Regions from separate parts of the Macaca mulatta genome. Here region 1 is linked to region 2. A link is a contact called in public Hi-C data. All regions are on one chromosome and are shown on one strand. The core of a region is the stretch at or near the end of the contact, and the rest is flanking DNA. Distances in the headings are between cores, read along the strand shown.

What was found. Hi-C and Micro-C count contacts between places; a contact is called where the count stands out from the background.
Region 1: a contact with region 2 is called in a Hi-C map of fetal cortex germinal zone, with 2.2 times the contacts expected there. The contact joins the promoter of PHF21A here to the promoter of LOC144334235 in region 2. A contact is called at or near these places in 3 of 14 Hi-C or Micro-C datasets (cortical neurons, fetal cortex germinal zone and fetal cortical plate).

What each region holds. Positions count from the first base shown.
Region 1 is chr14:19,493,422-19,496,811 of T2T-MMU8v2.0, reverse strand. It overlaps PHF21A (PHD finger protein 21A), which reads right to left and starts at 1,860. Exons shown (of 18, transcript NM_001265672.1): 1 at 1,641-1,860.
Region 2 is chr14:19,377,004-19,380,039 of T2T-MMU8v2.0, reverse strand. LOC144334235 reads left to right here and starts at 1,403. Exons shown (of 5, transcript XM_077963066.1): 1 at 1,403-2,785. The coding sequence starts at 1,805. The coding sequence ends at 2,410.

The DNA of each region.
Region 1 (3,390 bases), core at 611-3,110, 120 kb before region 2:
CCACAAAGTTCACTGTCAAGGCCAGGTGATGAGGCCCACACATGCCCGGACCTTCACTCAGATTTCAAATTCTAGAAATCCATACTCCCAGAGACATCATTCTAAAAACAACACAATGTGGACGTGCAGAGTGAGATCCTCTACTTCCAGACCTAAACAAAGAATATTTCAACATATGACCGGAATATGATGACACCAGATTCACCAATGAAAACAAAACCTACCGACCATTAGCAGTCGTACCCTCATCACAACAACTCAACTACTTAGAAATCACTCTCGGCACATCTGCACCCCACAACCGGCCTGTGGCCTTCTCCGGGGGTGCAAGCCACAGACAAAGTTGAAAGAAGGCGTTCTCCCCCGGTGCCCAATCTCGATACCAACCCCTCCCCTACCAGGGCCACCTTGCTGCTACCCACCATCGCGAACGTGGTCAGGGGGAAAAAAAAAAGAAATCCTAACAGCACCGCTCAGCAGAATAAAGAGACCAAAGAGAGGATGACGAGAAGTGTTGGGAACTGCGTGCACGACGGGGCTGGACCAAACGGAAAGAGTCCCACTCCGCGCGCCCCTCCCCCCGGCGGGGGCGCGGGCGGGGGAGGGGCGGCCGCGGCCCCTCTCGGAGCGGCCTGTCCGCCCCGGCCCGCTCGGGGTCCCGGGGGCGCCCCGCAGCCGCCGGCGGCGGGGGCGAATGCGAGAGGGCCGGCCCCGGGGTGAGGGGTGCAGGCAGACTCTCCGGAATAACAAGTTGCAGAAGAAGAAGAATAAGCGGAATTTCCCCAACGCTGCTCCGGCCACCCAAGACAAATGCACCAACACACTCACACTCTCACACACACATACACAAACACACACACTCGGGCCCGGCAGCGTCAGCAGCCGCAGCTTTTTTTTTTTTAAACCAGATCCCTCAGTCACCAAACAAGATGGTTTTCCAAAAAAAAATTTTTTTTAATTAAATAAATAATCATAATAAAAACTTCCCCCCGACAGCATCCCGGGGTGGGGTGGGGGGGATGGAGGAGCCCCAGCTACCCTCCCCGGGCCGAAGGACAGCCTAGGGGGGCGGGCGAAGCTCCGTGCCCCCCGCCCCCGCCCGCAGCCCCCGGCCGGCCCCCCGCCGGGACAATGTGACGCCCCCTCCCCGCCGCCCCCGGCACGCCGCCTCTGTCACCCGCTCCGGCCCTGCACTCTGCGCCCAGGCTCCCGAGGCTGCTCATAAACTTACTTCCAATTTATCCTGGGGAGGGGTGGAGGGCAGAGGGGAGGAGGGGGGGAGCCAAGGTTTTCCCATTGTCTTTTTTTTCGGGGGGGGAGGTATGGGAAGGGCACGCAGGGGGGCGCCCCGAAGGGGAAGTTATTGCTCAAATCTCAAGTTGACTGAGGGGTCCTGACGAGAACACCCCCCTTTCCTTCCTCCCTCCCACACACCCCTCCCCTCCCCCTACCTCCCCCCACAACAAACTCCAAGCAGGCAGCCCCTGATCCTCCCAGAGACAAACACCAGCGACAAGACAGAGGGAGAGAAGAGAGAGGCAGAGGGGGAAGGGGGAGGGAGGGGAAATAGAGCTACTCCAGAAAAAAAGAGAGAGAGGAGAGTGAGGAGAAGAGAGAATGGAAAAGCTGGGATACTGCACCCTCCTGCTGCTGGCTGGCTGTCCCCCCTGGCAGCTGGAGGCAGGAACTCTGAGCAGGAGAAGCAGGAGGAGGAGGAGGAGGGAACTCTTCTTCATGGGGAGGGAGGGAAGAAGCTGGAGCTGCTGCTGCTGCTTCTGCTGCTGCTCTGGGCCTCTCGCACTTTTTAGATATTAGTGTGTTAAGATGGTAGGTTGTTCCCTTCTCCCTCCTCCTCCTCCTCCTCTCCTCTCCTCTCCTCTCTCTCTCACTCACTCTCTCTCTCTCTCTCTCTGGGCTGTTTCTTTCCTCCTCTTCCCCAGGCAAGGGGGGGTGGGGAGGAGGGGGTTGGGGGGAGGAACTGGATCCTCCTCCTCCTCCAGGAGGGACACACACAGGCCCCGGGCCGGAATCGGGAGGGGGGAATCAGAGCAGCAGGAGAGAAACTGTGGGAGACAAACAAGCCCAACTCTTCATCCTCCTCCTCCTCTCAGCAGCAGCAGCGAGCACCACCAGCCCATTCACCACCCGGCCCCGGGCCGCAGCACCTCCGCCGCCTCAGCCCGGGGATCCCTCCGCCCAGGCCCAGACACACTCGCCCGCGCGGGAGCCCGCCGCGCGGCCCCGCCGGCCCGCCGCCGCCGCCGCCGTGCGCGCCCCCGCCGCTCCCGAGAGCCGGGCGAGAGGGACTGGGGCTGGGAAAGCGGGGACGAGGGCGAGGGGAGAGGAGGCGCCGGGGGAGAGCGGGCCGCGGCGGGGAGGGAGGGGGCCGCCGGGCGGAGTGGTACGGCGGCCGGCCCGGGCCCCCGCGCCTCGGCCCGCGGCTCCCGGGACGCTCGGGTCCCCCCACCGGGGGCAGTGGGGCGGCGGCAGGGGGGGCGACGGGGGCCCGCGGCGGCGCTCGGGCGGGCGGACTACTTGACGTGTCGGTGCGGCGAATTTATTTCACTTTGCCTAAGGAACGGGGTGTGCTGCGGCGCCCATTGCCTAGGGAAAAAACCCGGATGTAAAGTGAGTGAAACTAAACTAGAGTGAAGTAGGGCAGCGGCAGCCAAACTCCAGTGCAGCGGCGGCGGCGGCCGTGATGGGGCCGAGCACCGAGCGGCGGCGAAGGCGGCCAAACTCCGGGGCCGCCGCAATCCCGGGCCCGTGCAGCGCCGCAGCTCGGCTCCCGTGCAGCCGCAGCCGAGGCGAGGCCGGAGCCCGCGGCGGCCCCCCCAACTCCGCGGCCCGAGCCCAACTCCCCCCTCCCGCCGGCGGGAGCTGCAAAGAGGCTCCGGAGCGGCCCCAACTCCCTCCAGTGCAACAGCAGTTTGAAGGGGGTGGGGGGAAGCCGTGAGGGGCAGGAGCGAGGAGAAGCGATGGGGAAGCACTGCAATGGGGGAGCGTGGTCCAGGCAACAGGAGAAAGATGCAACCTCAAGTCGAATGCAACATGCAATCCCCGGCCGCCGCTCGCCCGCTCCCTCCCCTCGCCACCCCGCCCCCTTTCCAAATAACTACCCTTGAACCACTTTATTAGCAGTACTTAGTCCAGCACTCGCTCCCGGGAGGGGCGGGGGACGGGGGCCTTCGCTCACCTTTATTTATTGCTGCTTTCTCCCCCCTCTCCATGTTTTTTATTCCTAAGTTCTTTTGTTCTAAGGGGGATGATGGCATTTACTTTTCTGCTTTGTGTAGCAGGGCAATCACTGGGAATCGGCCACGTATAATCCGGCGGTTTGTCATATTTTATTAGTGAAAGTATTTTATGCCTATTCTACCTCCAAGGACT
Region 2 (3,036 bases), core at 154-2,653:
ATAATCTGACAGAAGCACTGTCAAATAAACCAATGAGCAAGTTAAAAATGAGGAAATGGTCGACAAACAAATGAAAGTGTGCCCAGTCTCACTTGATAACAGGGAATTGCAAATTAAAACACTGAAAGGCCGTTTCACACCCATCAGCTTGGCAAAAATTTTGAAGTCTGACAATACCAAACGTTGTTGAGGATGCCAAGCATGGGTACTCTCATATATTGCTATCAGACTGTGAATGGTACAGCCACTTTGAAAAAACGTTTAGCCATGCTGAGTAAAGCTGCCAATTCCCCTGCCTTGAACCCAGCAATTCTGCACCCAAGTGGCTACTGGAAGACTTACTTTCACACACGGGGATGGCTATAAAAAATACTAATCACAATATTGTTTCTAACAGAAAAAAAATTAAAAATAAGTTGAATGTCCTTCAGAAGGACATTGGTAAATAAAGTATGGTGAACTTATATAATGGGACCCCAATAGGCAGTGAAAATTGCATAATCTAGAACTACGTGTATCCATGTGAACACATTTCAAGATCATACTGCTGGGTGAAAAAAGCAAGTTGCACAATTATATACTTGGTATAATGCTATTTCTTCAGAGTTTAAAAACATACAAAACAATTCTGTAAAGTGCTTACAGGCACAAATACATGTAGCAAAAATACAAAAGCATGCATAGGAATGATAAAACTCCTATGATAAAACACAGAAAGTGATTACCATAGGGGAGGGACAGAAATGAATTCAGAAAACCAGATCTGTGAGGTTTTATGTCCTTTAAAAAAGATCTGAAGAAAATAGAGCAATTGTTAAGCTTTGACAAAGACGTGGCGAGGGGAGGGGAAGGCACACAGAATAGTGATTAATTATATTATTCGCTGTAGTTTTTTGGTATGCTTTAAATTTTTTTGAATTGCACTTTGACCTATTAAAGGCGAATTCCACTGAGTTGGGGGTGGGTGGGTCAGAGAAGGCTTCTCAGACGAATTGAGTCTTACTTAAGATGACAGCTGAAAATTGAGTAGAAGAGGAAGGGCGGCAAGGTGTTTCAGGCAGAGACAGCCTGCGCTAAGAGGCTGGACTGGGAAGGTGAGGTAGGGGCCAGAAACTGAGACTCCCTGTGTGGCCAGAGCAGAGGAAGAAAGGAGCTGAAGTTGAGGGGAGGGGAGGGGAGGCGAAGTGGATGTGCACAGACCGTGCAGGACCCCACGGGCCATCCTGAAGGGTCAAGCCTCTCCCCTAAATATGACAAAATCAGCAGGCAGCCCAGGGACACTTCACTGGGCCAGATAGCAGAACAGGGAGGGCGTTCTTGAAAAGGTGACTCACATCTTGAGTTCTGGAGGATGAGTAAGAGGAAGCCGGTGGGGGTGGGGAGTGAGGGGGAAGAAGGGAGGAAGGGGAAAATTCCCTGGATGGGGCCTAACCGCAGCAAAGACCTGAGGACCTTCAAGAGTGTGGCCCCAGCGGGCTCCAGCCTCCGAGACTAGCTAGGGAGGCATGGGGTAGAAAATGGCAGACGAGGGCGTCCATGAAGACGGAGCGGCCTCAAGCCGAGAGGCATGGCCAAACAGGGGTTGCAGGTGGCTGTTCTGGCAGAGCGAGGGGGATGGATTTGAAGGAGACAGGCGTGCAGGGGAGACCTTTGAGGAGAATGTGTCAACAGCCAAGGGGAGCTGGGCGCCGGGGAGGTCTGGATGAAGTGAGAATGAGGATGGAGTGCAGAGTGCCTGGAGAAGTGTTCAGGAGGGAAGGAGAGGCCTCGGGACGAGGGGCCGGGCGGTTGCGCCATCTCTGCGATGGACAATAATCGGGTCAACACGCGGCGAGTGGCTGTGCGCGCGGGGCTAACAGCGTGGAACTGTCGGGAGGGCGACGGGATGGGCGCGCCCGGGCTGCAGGCGGGGAGCCGGAGGTGGGAGGTGCCTCTTGCGAGTGGCTCACCACAGCTGACAGCTAACGAGCTGGTCCGGACGGAGGACAGAGGGGGAAGAAACGGAGGGAATCGCTGGGGGGAGGCGAGGAGTGGGATCGAGGCGGGTGGGGTGTCGAGAAGGACTGGGCGCAAAGGACCGCGCCGACGCCGCGCGGCTGCCGGGAAGTCAGCTCCCCCGGCCGGGCTGAGCTGGCCCCGGAGCGGGCGTCGGCATCTCCGGCCTCCGCGCGGGGCTGCAGGCAGGCGGCGCCCGGAGCGCACCGCGCGCGAGCAGGCGCGGAACAGCGGACCCAGGCCGGGCCTTCCCGCAGCTTTTCTGGCCGCCTCGGAGCGCAGGGGCCCCGCGCGGCCCGAGGCGCCTCCTGCGAGCGGCCCGACCCCCTGCCCTCCCGGCCCCCTCCAGGCTCCCCGCACGTGCAGGCCGCCGCTCCCCCGGCCCGCGGGCCCGGCGACGTCACTGCGGCTCTGACGCGCGCTCATGGAGGCCCGGGCGGAGGCGGCGCGGCTCGGGCTTCCTTCGGGAGGTCCCGGTCCCGGCAGCCCGCTGCCGCGTCCTTGGCCCTCCTCCGGGGGAACCTCGATCTTTCCAAACTCGGGAAGGCCGGCTGTCCTTCGGCTACTGATAAGGACGCGAGCTCTTGGTAAAAGATCTGAACAATGCCCAGAAAGAAATAGCCGGACCTAAGAAAGAAACTAATAATAGCCGCCAGCTAGAGCTCCACTCGTGTGCTCAGCGCCTTTAGGAACAATAATAACGACCACCGCCATAATAGCCACCATTTATTGAGGGCTTACTCTGTGCCAGGTACTGTGTTAAGCGCTTTGCAGGCAACAACCCTCGGAGGTAAGTACCATTATTATCCCTATTTTGCAGGAAAGCGGGGTACAGAGAGGTTAAGTAACTTGCCCCAGGGCACACAGCTAGCTGATGTCAGTGCCAGAATTCCAACCCCTGCTGTCGGACCCCATGTCATCCTCACATCAACCCACTAAGGACGGGATCCTTCTCTCCATCTTAAAGATGAGGAAACTAAGGCACATGGAAATTTAAGTATAATACCTTGCCCAAGGTCACCTAGCTGGAAAATGGACGAG